Linked DNA regions of Mus musculus: regions 1, 2 and 3 are each linked to region 4. The links are chromatin contacts, called in public HiChIP or PLAC-seq and promoter capture Hi-C maps. All regions are on one chromosome and are shown on one strand. The core of a region is the stretch at or near the end of the contact, and the rest is flanking DNA. Distances in the headings are between cores, read along the strand shown.

What was found. Promoter capture Hi-C pulls out the DNA fragments that hold promoters and counts their contacts. HiChIP or PLAC-seq counts read pairs in DNA pulled down with a chosen protein or histone mark. Capture Hi-C pulls out chosen DNA fragments and counts their contacts.
Region 1: a contact with region 4 is called in a promoter capture Hi-C map of adipose tissue. The contact joins the promoter of Mapk10 here to the promoter of 1700016H13Rik in region 4. A contact is called at or near these places in 6 of 39 promoter capture datasets (cranial neural crest, frontonasal cranial neural crest, hippocampal neurons and 2 more), 2 of 484 Hi-C or Micro-C datasets (cerebral cortex and pancreatic cancer cells), 5 of 115 datasets of contacts at active chromatin or transcription factors (embryonic basal ganglia, embryonic forebrain, embryonic stem cells and 2 more) and 2 of 9 other capture datasets (adipose tissue and embryonic stem cells).
Region 2: a promoter capture Hi-C map of pre-B cells shows a contact between it and region 4, with 3 times the contacts expected there. The contact joins the promoter of Hsd17b13 here to the promoter of 1700016H13Rik in region 4. A contact is called at or near these places in 2 of 39 promoter capture datasets (hippocampal neurons and pre-B cells) and 3 of 9 other capture datasets (adipose tissue, liver and pancreatic islet).
Region 3: an H3K27ac HiChIP or PLAC-seq map of embryonic stem cells shows a contact between it and region 4, with 3 times the contacts expected there. The contact joins the enhancer-like site here to the promoter of 1700016H13Rik in region 4. A contact is called at or near these places in 1 of 39 promoter capture datasets (liver), 1 of 484 Hi-C or Micro-C datasets (cerebral cortex), 3 of 115 datasets of contacts at active chromatin or transcription factors (embryonic basal ganglia, embryonic forebrain and embryonic stem cells) and 2 of 9 other capture datasets (adipose tissue and embryonic stem cells).

What each region holds. Positions count from the first base shown.
Region 1 is chr5:103,209,988-103,213,177 of GRCm38.p6, reverse strand. It overlaps Mapk10 (mitogen-activated protein kinase 10), which reads left to right and starts at 1,844. Exons shown (of 14, transcript NM_001081567.2): 1 at 1,844-2,288.
Region 2 is chr5:103,975,760-103,978,827 of GRCm38.p6, reverse strand. It overlaps Hsd17b13 (hydroxysteroid (17-beta) dehydrogenase 13), which reads left to right and starts at 1,440. Exons shown (of 7, transcript NM_001163486.1): 1 at 1,440-1,722. The coding sequence starts at 1,513.
Region 3 is chr5:103,190,152-103,193,252 of GRCm38.p6, reverse strand. All of the region lies in intron 2 of Mapk10 (mitogen-activated protein kinase 10), which reads left to right. Among named protein-coding and RNA genes, the nearest start is that of Mapk10, 20 kb to the left of the region's middle. Within about 2 kb of position 1,467, at least 29 of the 459 cell types and tissues checked have an H3K27ac peak or open chromatin away from gene starts, as enhancers often do. A contact at or near this core is called in embryonic basal ganglia and embryonic stem cells, where this site is marked.
Region 4 is chr5:103,654,394-103,657,425 of GRCm38.p6, reverse strand. It overlaps 1700016H13Rik (RIKEN cDNA 1700016H13 gene), which reads left to right and starts at 1,702. Exons shown (of 4, transcript NM_028824.1): 1 at 1,702-1,981; 2 at 2,370-2,504. The coding sequence starts at 2,440. Gm42138 (a long non-coding RNA gene) reads right to left here and starts at 1,729. Exons shown (of 3, transcript XR_880498.2): 1 at 1,304-1,729.

The DNA.
Region 1 (3,190 bases), core at 595-3,094, 440 kb after region 4:
AGGCGGATTTCTGAGTTCGAGGCCAGCCTGGTCTACAAAGTGAGCTCCAGGACAGCCAGGACTATACAGAGAAACCTTGTCTCGAAAAACCAAAAAAAAAAAAAAAAAAAAAAAAAAAAAAAAAAATCTTACTCCAAAATCAGAATTTTGTTTTTCATTTAGAGGACAGACATTATTTTACAAGCTTTACAGATTTTTTTTTTAACTCTCATGTTGTGGCATATAACTTCTCTTGCTTTAGTATTTGTTCAGAGTGCAAGGTAAGAGCCGAAGTCCAGTGTTTCCTTGTCAATGTCATTATTGGGATTGACTTTGCCATGGAAACACATTGGGGATGCTGCATGGTGGCACAGGGCTGGCTTAGCATATGTAGGCCTTGACCTCTGGTTCCTAGCACAGAAAAGGTGGAGAGAGAGAAGCAGAGGAAAGGAAGGACATTTAGACCAATAATTTAGAAGCTGTCTACTGTGAAGTTGCTTGGCTGTTCATCCATAGTTTATACCAGGCAGTCATAATGTATAAGTAGACCCAAGTGGAGAGTAAAAATTAGCAGTCAGCTACTGGTTCTCATGGGACTTGAATTCAGAACACAGAAACAACCAACAACATGTTGGGAGTTGTAGAGCGAGAGCTCACACAACTTTTCCTTTCTGGGCTTTCTTCTCGGGTAAAACATCTCGGGGACTGAAAACTCGATGTGGTCCCTCAGGATCTCATGATGCATCGCAGGGTCCGCCATCTCTGCTGGCTTTACACCTGTTTAACCTTACTCATAACCCTACGGCAGAGGGACAGGGGCTCCTCGCTCAAGTCAGTGGGCCAGTTCCAGAGCACGGTGTGAAAACATGAATTTTAGCATCACTTTGGTTCAATAGATGGAAACCCATCTAAAAGATGTTTGAGAAAAACCAGCATTGAATCTAATTGTGTAGCTTGAAAAGTCCAAAGACTAGGATTACTTTCAAAATATGTATTGAAATGATGCTATATGTGAAATAAGGTGAAAATTGTTTTGGTAAACATTTTAATAGTGAAAGTACTCTAGGGATCATTCCATCTATATCTATATCATCCATATCTATATCATCTATATCTATACACACACACACACACACACACACATATATACATGATTTAAAATTTCATATAGCAAAGTCAGAAAATTTGCTTAAAAATTAGATATGTAGTAAATTCAATTTGTATTAGTTTCCCATGGAATTTTCTGAAACCAGAAAAAGAATACCACAGTACCCTTAATTTATTAACTCAAATTGTCAGTAGTTTCTTTCTACCTTAAACTGCACTATAAATACCGGTCTAGCCAGTTTGCTTTAGCGGATATTTATGCAGGGTTTGTACAAAAATAGGGAGACTAAGAAGAAATGGGGTTGGACAAATGACCTCTATGGTCCAGACGCAGGTCCAATCTTGCATCTCTTCTGAGGTTGAATTCATCTCTTGTTTGTTTTCACATTCAGAGAGATGGTACACCTCTGCCTTCCTTCGCTGTTTGTAAAAAGCTGAGGTAGTTGAAAATCCGGGGTGACTGGCTTCCCAATGGCTGTTTGATCTGCCCTTGGTGCTGTGCAGAGCTGGAGCAGCAGGGAGGATGCTCTTTGGCTTCGTGCAGAATTCCACCCCCCCTACCACCCCCACCACCCCCCCCCCCCCGCACGCTGAATTCGCATATTTTGGTTGCCAAGTTCCGAAGCCTGCTTCTCATTTTGCCAGAAAACGAGGTAGCTGTAGCCACAGATAGACTTTTTCCTTTTTCTCTTTCCTCCTCCTACCCCTCCCTAGACCTCTCTGGGCTTTGACGTCATGTGTGCTCCTTTCAGTTGCCATAGCAACCCCATTCCCCAAGCCCTCTGTCCGTCTCCTCTGGTAGGTTCCACAATGGTACAGGCAGCCTCCCGCTGCACAATGGTTTCCAGGCAGTGAGAGGGTGATTCAGCAAGCCGCTCTCTCTTCTCTTAAGCCTCCTCGTCGTCTCAGTTTATTTTTATGGGGGGTGGGTGGTGCTTCTTATATGCTTACCCTTTTTTTTTTCTATTTTCATTTTTACAAATTTCCTTTTTCCTCCTCACTCCTCAATTACTAGGGGCTTGAGTGAGCTAAAGATTGGGTCTTCTTGGAAATCACCTGTCTGTTATTATTTTTAAACAATCGCTACACCTCCAAAGACTCTGCTCCTTACTCCGGTTTGGAATGTGGCTAATGACTACCCAGTAGGGAGGATTTCTGGGGCAAACAGCCGGACCAGGATCCTAGTTCTCAGGCACGGAATGGTAGGTGGCTCCTTGCTCATTCTGGGTTCTAACCTGGTTTGGGAGGGTGGATGATATCTGTCATCGTTCCTGGTGGAATGGGAGAGAGCATGAGAAAGTAGGAAGTGATGGTGTTGGAGAGCCGGTTTAATCAAGTGTACTATCTGTGAGGCAGAAAACTGGTGTTTCTCTCTGGGCAAAGCATCTCTTCTCAGATGGAGGCTAAAATCTTTCTGTTTGGAGTGAAGAATTCTAGAAGGTGGGACAGACCATTATTGTTATGACTTGGCAGAGTAAGAGAAACACACACGAGGGGGGTAAGGGGGGAGAGGAAAGAGAGAGAAAGAGAGAGAGAGAGAGAGAGAGAGGAGAGAGAGAGAGAGAGAGAGGAGTCTGGATCTCACTTTAACTGAGAAATGCTATGGGTCTCATAAAACATTCAAAAATGTTATTAGTAAACATAAATGTTTATTTCCAGACCGGTTTAACTTTAAATATTCTAGAATACATTCTTGCAGTTTAGAGGTATTTACCAAAATATTAGAAACTATGTTCCTCTTGTAGAAAGACCCTGAGCTAAATTTGGGCTGCAGACAGGAACACAGGACAGGGAACAGACCAGGGAAAGGAGCAAACACCGGCGGCACCGCAGCCACCCAGGTGAAGGTCCCTTTAAGAAAGTGATCTCTCAGTCACAGCAGGCAGCATTTTTCTATGGCAAGGTTCCCAGGTATTCAGTGCTGAGATACTGTGTCCCCTAGAAATGTCAGAGCATTTTCAGAAAGAAAAAAAAAAGCTGTCATTGGAAAGGAGCTTGATGATACAGTTATCAGAATTTATGTGTTTGTGCTTCAGAGAATAAGAGTGCTTTATTTGAAAAACCTCCAAGTAAATCAGGTTATGGATATTTCAAGGAAAAAAAT
Region 2 (3,068 bases), core at 191-2,690, 320 kb before region 4:
TGGAGTAGGTTTGGCCTCTCACTGTCTTAGGTGCCTCATACAAACAGATTCAGAACGTGGGAGGTTTTGTGTCTGGCTTATTTCCTTTTGCATATTATAACTGAGGATCACCATGTTGTAGCATGTATCTGAATTTCTTTCTTTAAAGGAAGAATACTATCCCATCGTATGTATGTCTGATATTTTACCCATCCATTGATGGACAAGGGTGATCTCTCCTTTTCCACTATTAGAAGTTACTCTATCCAGAATGTGTCCCCTTAATTTCTTATGCTGGAATCTAGCTCCTATTAATATAGAATGTTGGAACTTTGGGAGGTGATTACGTCACGATGGCTGTCTATGGTTTTTATAAAGTTGACCACAGAGAAGTTCCTCCTCATTCTTTGGGGTGCAGTGGCCATGAAATGACAGCTGTCTGCAAACCAAGATGCCAGTTCCCACTTGACACACATACAGCTTAGGTTACACAGACACTAGGACTGTGTAATAAGCCACCTAGCCCACAGTATTTGTCACCACCGCCCAGGCTGAGACAGTGGCAGCACTTTTAAGTTGACGTGTATGATATCTGGTCTGGTGATTTTCCCAGTGTTATGGCGAGAACTGGCTGTTTCCTATAACCTACATTCTCCTCCACCTCAGGGGTTTCAGAGGAAGATCATAACTGTGAATGCATGCGTTCAACAGCTAAGCTTTGTTGACCCATATTTTAGCTTCCTCATTTTTACTTTATATGCATGTGTGTGTGTGTGCATGTGTGTCTGTGTGTATGTGAGTGTGTGCATTTGTGTATGTGTGTGCATGTGTGTGTCTGTGTGTGTACATGTATATGTGTCATGTATATGTGTCTATGCGTGTGTGTATGTGTGTGTATGTATCTATGCATGTATGTTTGTATGTGTGCATCTGTATGTAAGTGTGTCTGTGTCTGTGTGTGTACATGAGTGTGTGTCTATGTGTGTGTGTCTCCCTCTCTGTGTGTATGTGTGTGTAGAGTTGGCTATCTCCTTCCACTATGGATTTGGGGATCATATTCAGGTAAAAGGCTTGCATGGCAAGCACTTTGACTGCTAAGCCATGTCACTAATCCCTTAAAGTTTCTTTAATATAATGTTTCTATTTCTAATTCCCCCAACCCTGATTTAACATGAATGCACACATGTGCTTGCTTGTGTTCGTGCATGCACACACACACACACACACACATTCAAATGATAACAGACCATTAGCTGATGCAATACTTCCAGAATAGCTTTGAGAGGTGAAGTTTCATGTCGAAACATGGTGCATAACTGCTTTTCAGATAACCAGGTCCAAAGGGCACATCCCACTGGGTTCCCTGACCTATGCTGCGCTTGTGTTAGAGACTGGCATCATTTCAAAAACCAAAGGTGTATCTGATTCGTCAGGGGACACAGTCAAAGTCTGCCTCTTCTGCAGCAGCCCATAATACCTGACAGGGCTCTCTGTGGAGCTCTGAGCAGAGGTGTCTGTTGTGAGAACAGAGCCATGAACCTCATCCTGGAATTTCTCCTTCTGGTGGGCGTCATCATCTACTCCTACCTGGAGTCACTGGTAAAGTTCTTCATTCCCCGGAGAAGGAAATCTGTGACCGGGCAGACCGTTCTCATCACGGGGGCCGGACACGGAATAGGCAGGCTGACTGCATATGAATTTGCAAAGCAGAAAAGCAGACTGGTTCTATGGGATATCAATAAGGTAATAATAGGTGTTTCTAACAATCTTTTAAAGTCACAAAATAACAAGGCATATGTTTCTCTAGAGACGTAACTTAGTGCTGGCTTTTCTCTGTGTTTTCCTTTTTCAAAGTTTTAATAAACTCCTGGGTCCTTTCTGGATCCCTGCGACAGGTGAACAAGATGGAACCAACGAGCTGGAGAACTAAGCCTGGGGGGTTTCATTTTGTTTGACTGGTTGGTTGGTTGGTTGGTTGGTTCTACTGTGGTGTACAACTTGATAACAAGAGACGCAGGAGCCAGAGAGCTTCCCAGCTGCTGAAATTAGGCAAGCCACATAACTTACCTCAACTTCAAATTTAAAAAACAAAAAACAAACAAAAAACTCTACCATTGGGATAAAATCTCAGAGGGAGACAAAATCTACAGGTAATGATTGCCAGCAACCAAATTGGCCAATATGCAGTTTATTACAGCTAGGGGTGACTTTTATACTTTTAGATTTTCATTTATTCTGTTATTCATTTGTTCCTTTCTGTGATAGACTGAAGCTGGGTCTTAGTACCTACCACTGAGCCACAGTACCTTAGCACGTGCCAGGCAAGCACTCTATCACCGAGCAACCGCTCAGGTTTTTACACATTTGAGGGATTGATTCTCAAAACAAACAAACAAAACCACATGAAGAACTAACAGCAGAAACCCATGGTACTTCCACTCACACTCCAGCAATCCTAAAATACTTACATCTGACCTTTTGCAGAAGAAGAAAAAATACTTGCCGGGTCCTGAGCAAGAAGGGTAAAGAATAATACTTAAGTGCTTAGCATGGCCTGGTGCACGCAGCATCACATATGGAAATGTCTACACCAGTGCCTGGCTTTCACTAGTACATTTAAGAGGTTGTTGATCTCTGTTTATTTATAAATGCTCTTAACTACCTTAAGTCTGAAAGTGTTGACGTCCTGTGTCACTTTCTCCTAAACATGCACATTCCCAAAAGGTCGTGAAAAAGATGTGCCACAACAAACTGTCTCTGGGATTGTAATCTTTGAAGAACTGGACTGGGGATGTAGCCCAGCGGTACAACAATTATCTAGAATATACAAACTAGATATTAGATCCAGTTGTGGCTGGGTGTGAGCCTCAGCACTACAAGGAAACCACAAACCGCTGCTGTCATGTACCGGATACAGTGGCTCAGACTAGAGAGACTGGGGTTTTGGTGTTTGTTTGTTTGTTTGTTTGTTTGTTTGTTGAGAAGCAGAGTTTCCAAAGCTTTCCTTGGGGTTTTGCTCGGCTTCAGGTAACCCTCTGTTACGTTTTTGCCATCTGCAGTTAACACCACTTTTCCCAGCCTTCAGAACG
Region 3 (3,101 bases), core at 218-2,717, 460 kb after region 4:
GAGCGCATTTGTGCACATGTATGTATGTGTGTATGTGCATGTGTGTATATGTGTGCATGTGTATGTGTGTACATGTGTATTTGCATGATTGTGTGCATTGTATGTATGTATGTATGTATGTATGTATGTGTGTATGTGTGCATGTGTGTGCAGGTATGTGTGGGTGTATGTGTGCATGTGTGTGCATGTGCATATGTGTGTGCGCGCGCACATGCACATGTTCATGTGTGTATGTATGCGTATCTATGTGAGTATGTGCGTATGTGTGTGGGTGTGTATATATATATATGAATTCTGTATTAATTGGTCAGTAGTTAATTCAGGGCCTCATACTTGAACATCAACATTCTGAAGAATACATGCAGATTCTTACATTTTACTTATCTTTTCATGTGTTCTAGTTGGCCTTTTTTTCATCATCCAGTAAAGGCAAACAGATACTTGTTTCAGCCATGAATATAGAGAATCCAATAACTTTGCTCTATTGACTAGTTATCCCTCCTATAGTAGATTTCCACAAAATTGTCCTATGAAGAAAATTTGCTTCTACCTTCTTTTAAAAACTATTTTTTATTAATAATTTGAGAATTTCATATGTGGTATTGATTTAGTCACCTCTCTAACTCCTCCCAGATCCCCTGACTCCCTACCCACCCAACTTTGCATTCTCTTTCTCTGTTTTTGAAAACCATTGAGTCCAATCTGTATTGCCCAACTGCTCTTGAGTATGGCACTGACCGTATGCTGCGTTGAACCTATGATTAAAACAAAAGCTAATTTTCTCCTTCCAGCAGCTATCGAGTGCCATTGGATCCTTTGCTGGCAAAGGAACCTTCAATTTTGAGTCCTGTGATTTTCTTTTTGAAGATCCACAATAGTATGCATCTCCATATTGATCAAGCGTCTCTAAAATGTTGAAAGGACCTTCCTATGCAATGACTGGTCCACCCAGCTCTCCATGGGACATATACCATGTCCTTGGTATGTAGCATTGAGGCTTGGTGGGACTAGGCTTCCAACGACGACCTTAGTTCTGCTTACCAAGTCAAGGCTCATTTTCCTAATCTGCACAAAGATGCTAAGAGTTGACTAATTCTGCCAGTGAGTGTTCTAACTGAGCATCCTATCAGTTACTAGCCATTAGGCACTGGGAGGCGATAGTCTTACTTTCTTGTGGGTTTTGCCTAAATACATGATTGGTAGGTTCTCTTCTTTGTAGCCGCTGTATGGTGAGTGACTACCTTGTCTGTATTATATCTAACTTCTTGCGGACAGGAGTGAAATGAAGGTTTGCTTCCCATGAAAAGTTGATCCCTCTTTGTTAACAGTAAATCATATCCTTTTTAAATTATCTAGAGGGGTTGAAAAGGGCTACTGAAAACAGCTGCTAGTGAAAGTGGCAGGAAGATCGGATAGGAATGCTAATGAGAAGCATTAGCATTTCTTCTGCCCCCTCCTCCAAGGCTCCTGCAGTTCAGTATTTCTCTTAGTCATGCTGGCTCAGAGACTTGAGATGAACCTCGAGGCAGGAGTACTCAGTAAATCGTGATCCTTTGTCTCTGGTGGGAGTTCATAGAGGTCAGAATCCAGGACCTCGCTTTCATTTACCTTTTTGTATGAGATGAGGATATTGTGACCATGTTCTAGATGTGTAATGTTGGCTGTGTTACCTAATGTTTTACTCTCATTTTCTTTTTCTTTATTTTTCATTTGTAAAATAGGAACATTAATTGTACTACTTTCAAAAGAATTAATTGAAGAAAGAGAGATACAGGGTATCTAGGCAGAGGAAGGCAGAGAGAGAGAGAGAAGTAGAGGAGGAGTTGAGGCCGGCCATGTGGAGAGAGGGAGGAATGGAATGGGGAAGGGGTGAGGGGACAGAGTAGGAGCTAGAAGGAAAGAGCAAGAGAAAAAGAGAGGGAGGAAGGGGCAAGCAGCCCCTTTTATAGTGGGTCAGGCCTACCTGGTTGTTGCCAGGTAACTGTTAGATAGTTAACTGTGTTAGACAGAATGCTAACATTCCCCCATTTTGTTTTAATTAAAAAAGAAAAAAAATGGAAGAGCAGTGATGGCAAAGCAGGAATAGGGTCGTTGTGATATCTGGCTACTTCCAGCTGGCTTTGGGAGGGCAACATGTCTCTAGGGAACCTAGAAGAATGGGTATGGGGGATGCTTGTCCAGTCTTAGGAGAGTTGGCTGTTTCCTGCTGTCCAGGGTCTGTGGAGCCATCTGAGGACAGGTCAGAGGGAACAGGTCCTGGAGCATCTGGAGTCTGCTTCTCTGGAGCTGTCCTAGATGTAGCAAGCGCCTGGACTTGACAAGATGCTGAAACACACATACGTATTTATTATAGATAGAGATTAAGTACGTTTGGAAGAAAGACATTTTTTTTCTTAAGATGTACATTTGAAAATCAGAGGAATCACCGTCTGTAATAGGTCATAAGTGGGAATTTTAGGCAGATGTACTTATCCGGATGGAGTCTATCTGGTCCATGAGAGGTGGATCTGAGTGGGTTTCCTGTAGCTCATAAGTTTACAAAAGAGATAATAACATGAGGTAACAAGTTAACATTTTGGGCATAGAGTTAGACTTGATTACTGTTTAAACATCAACCTTCTCAATGATACCACCCTTTAGAACAGTTCCTCATGTTGTGGTGGCTCCCAACCATGAAATTATTTCTGTTGCTACTTCATAACTGCAATTTTGCTACTGTTATGGATTATAATATAACTATTTGATAGCCAAACGGTCTTAGTTGACCCCCTGAGAACGGGTCATTGAAGCCCAAGGGGGTTGTGAGCCACAGGTTGAGAACCACTGGCCTAAAACATTTGCTGCCTTGGTAATTCAGTGTCCTTTGTGATCTTTTTGAAAAATTGGAAATAATTTTACAAATAGCAGTAATAATGTCTTCTTCACAGCCTTCCTAGGAGGAAGAGGTGGAAAGTGCTTGGTCTAATTTCTCATGGGATTATTAGATAATTTTGCATTCCTGAAGGCTGATTGTTAAGTAGTAATTAGAAAAAAAATGCTTGTAGAAGTTACTTTTGCGGCAGGTGATATCTGAGGTTATCACATGTGTGACCTCATTTGTG
Region 4 (3,032 bases), core at 453-2,952:
TAATCTTTTTTTAAAAAAGAATTTCTTTTAAAAAATAAAATAAAAAGTTTTTTTTTCTATAAAGAGTACTCTTCTCACAATAAGACATGGTATATGCAATATAATCTGCTGTATAAACTTTACTCCAACAGTTAATGGATTAAACCAATGAACATTATATTTGTTGTTGAGACAGGGTCTCATGTCGTTTAGTCTACTATTGGCTCTGTGGCTAAGAATAGGCTCAACATTCTGATCCTCCTGCCTCTACCTCCCAAATGCTGGGCATGCACACATATGCCACCACAAGAGCCACTTTGGTGCTGAGTATTGTAACCAGATGGCCCCTGGGTTCAGTTGAACTAGATTCTAAATCTGTTTTATTTTCTAACAACCAGAAATCCTGGAGCTGTTGAGTTGATGGTTCTAGCTTTGGGTCTCTATGGAGTTTCAGTCAAGACTGTGTATGTATGTGCACTCCATGCATGCCTGGTGCCTTCGGAGTTCAGAAGAGGGTGCTGCACACCCAGGAGTCTGAGTTGTTGATGGCTGTGAGCCACCACACGGGTGCTTGGAACCAAACTAAGGCTGGTGGGCACATTGCAGTCTCCATCTATGCTAACTGAAATCAAATCGGGCTGAACTCTCCTACACTGGTCACATAATCCATGGTGGGGGGCTTCACCCCTGTGGCACAGACATTCCCCATTTGGACTACAGACACAATGAATCGGGCTTCTATACATTCTAGTTTCTTGTAGGCACAGAAGTACCTTCTACAGATAAGCCAGCTCCGCAGTTGCTGGCGGACATCCCATCATGCAGCTCGTCCCGTAACTTCCCACAACTTTTATTTTTTCTTTTTCTTTTGGAAAATGGAGGAAGCCCGGACATGTTTTCCGGGACATTCTAGGCTCAGTGATAGATCACTATCCTGCTCTGCGTGTGTGTGTGTGTGTGTGTGTGTGTGTGTGTGTGTGTGTGTGTGTGTGTGTGTGTGCGTGTGTGTGTTCATTCTTTGCGCTAGGAGAATTTGCTAGGCAGGGCGGATGGTACTTTCCTGTAGCTCCAGCCTAGCACTTGGGAAGCTGAAATAGATTTGCTGCAAGTCTGAAGCAAGCCTGGGCTACATAGTGGTTCTAGGCCAGTCTGGACTGTTTCAACAAAAACAGAAAAGAACAGCGACAGGTAGAGGGATCAGAGTATTTAACCTTAAAAGCTCGCCCTGAATTCACTATAAATGGAGGAGTTTCATTCCTTCCCTCTCAACAGAACCCTCTGTTTCATAGCGTTGATACTAAACTCACAATGATATAACCCTTACCTCGGGCTAGAAGCTCTCAGGCCTAGTCTTTAGTTCTCATAACCCGTGAAACATACACATATGATAGCCTCTTTGCTTTATGACGTCATTTAGGCTCGACGGAGGGACACAGGGAATGTCCTGGTGTTAGCAAGGGACAACTCTAGCAAAACCCTCCCGCATAGTGCCACGGTTTGCTTGGGACCCTAAGAGGTGCCTACATGAACAGGAACACGGAGCTGTCGCTGGATCCTCGAGAGTGGGCGTGGGACAATGACTGTCACCCACTGGGGCGAAGTGACTCCCATTAGGCAGGCTGGATCTGCGCCCCGCGCGCACACAAAGCCCTTTATTGAGGCACCGGGTGACGCAGGGTAGGCGCCGGGTGAGCGCCTGATGAGCCCCGCACCTGAGCAATCAGGCGCACCAGCAAGCAGGAGCACGAGCAAGCAAGCCGGCGCAAGTCGGCGGCTGGGCCGCTGCGAGTGCGCGGCCATGTGCACCTAGCGCGAGCTGCCCTGGGTCGGGGGCGCGGCCAGGGTGCGGCTGACCTGTGGGGTACAGGGGTTCCGGGAGCAGCACGGGCTGGAAGGGCGAGGCCGGCACTCGCTACCGCGCCCTAGCCGGTTCTGTCTGGAACTGAGAGCAGGAAAGGGCCGTGCCCTTAGGTAGCCAGCGCACCCCTGGGGTTCCATGCCGGTGAGGCTGGGTCGTTGTCCCCACCACAACCACTAGGGCGCGCAGCTACGAGACCAGGCGACGGGACTCAGGAGTACTCAATGACCGCCTACCGTGCCTGGGTGCGGGGGTGGGGGGGGTGGGGGGTGGGGGGGGGTGGGGTGGGGGTTACCAACTGCAGTCTTGCTCCGGATGACCCTCGCCTGGCTTTCCCTCACCTTAGACTCTTACTGAACTGATTGAGCGACTTCCTGGAAATGAACAGAACTAGCTCGTATGTTCATGGTTCAGGTCCAGTGAATGTTTATGATTCTTGACAGCCCTAAATGCTTTCTCCTAGCCTTTGATTATTTGGCCATAAAACTATTCAAATGAGAGCTGTTAATTAGGCCTGTCGCTGTTCTTTCAGGCAAAGTGCAAACAGCGGTGCAGATGTTACATCAGGCTCCTATGTAAGGAAACCACTGTGATCATTTGTCATGGCGTATGGCTTGCCAAGAAGGAACACAGTACAAACCATTTTGAAGGGCAGCTGTTATAAAGTGTAAGTACACACATACACACACATACACACACACACACACATTACCATGGCTGGAGCTTGCAACAGGGGCTGGGCACTTCTGTTCGCATTGTTACTGGAGTATATGGAAGCACTTGAATGGATCTAGATTTTGTCTTAAAAAGACTAGTTGAAAATTATTTTTATTTTGTTTGTACCTGCCTCTGTATTCACACTGCATTTGAGCAGGTGCCCATGAAGACCAAAAGACTGTGTCGGATCCGCTGGTATTGAAGTTACAGGTGTTACAGCGTCTCTCTGTAGATGCTGGCAACCAAACCTAGGTCCTATTTGCAAAAGCTGTTTGTGCTCTTAATGGGTGATCCATCTTTCCAGCTTCCTGAATGGTACTTTTGTAAGAATATATGAACAGGGGTTAGAGACGAAGCTCATGGATTAAGAGCTCTTGCAAAGGACCTGAGATTGGTTTCCTGCAACCTCCCACAAGGTGGCTCACAACCGTCCCTAACTCCGGTTTTATTAGATCTGTCGCCCCCTTCTGGACCAAAT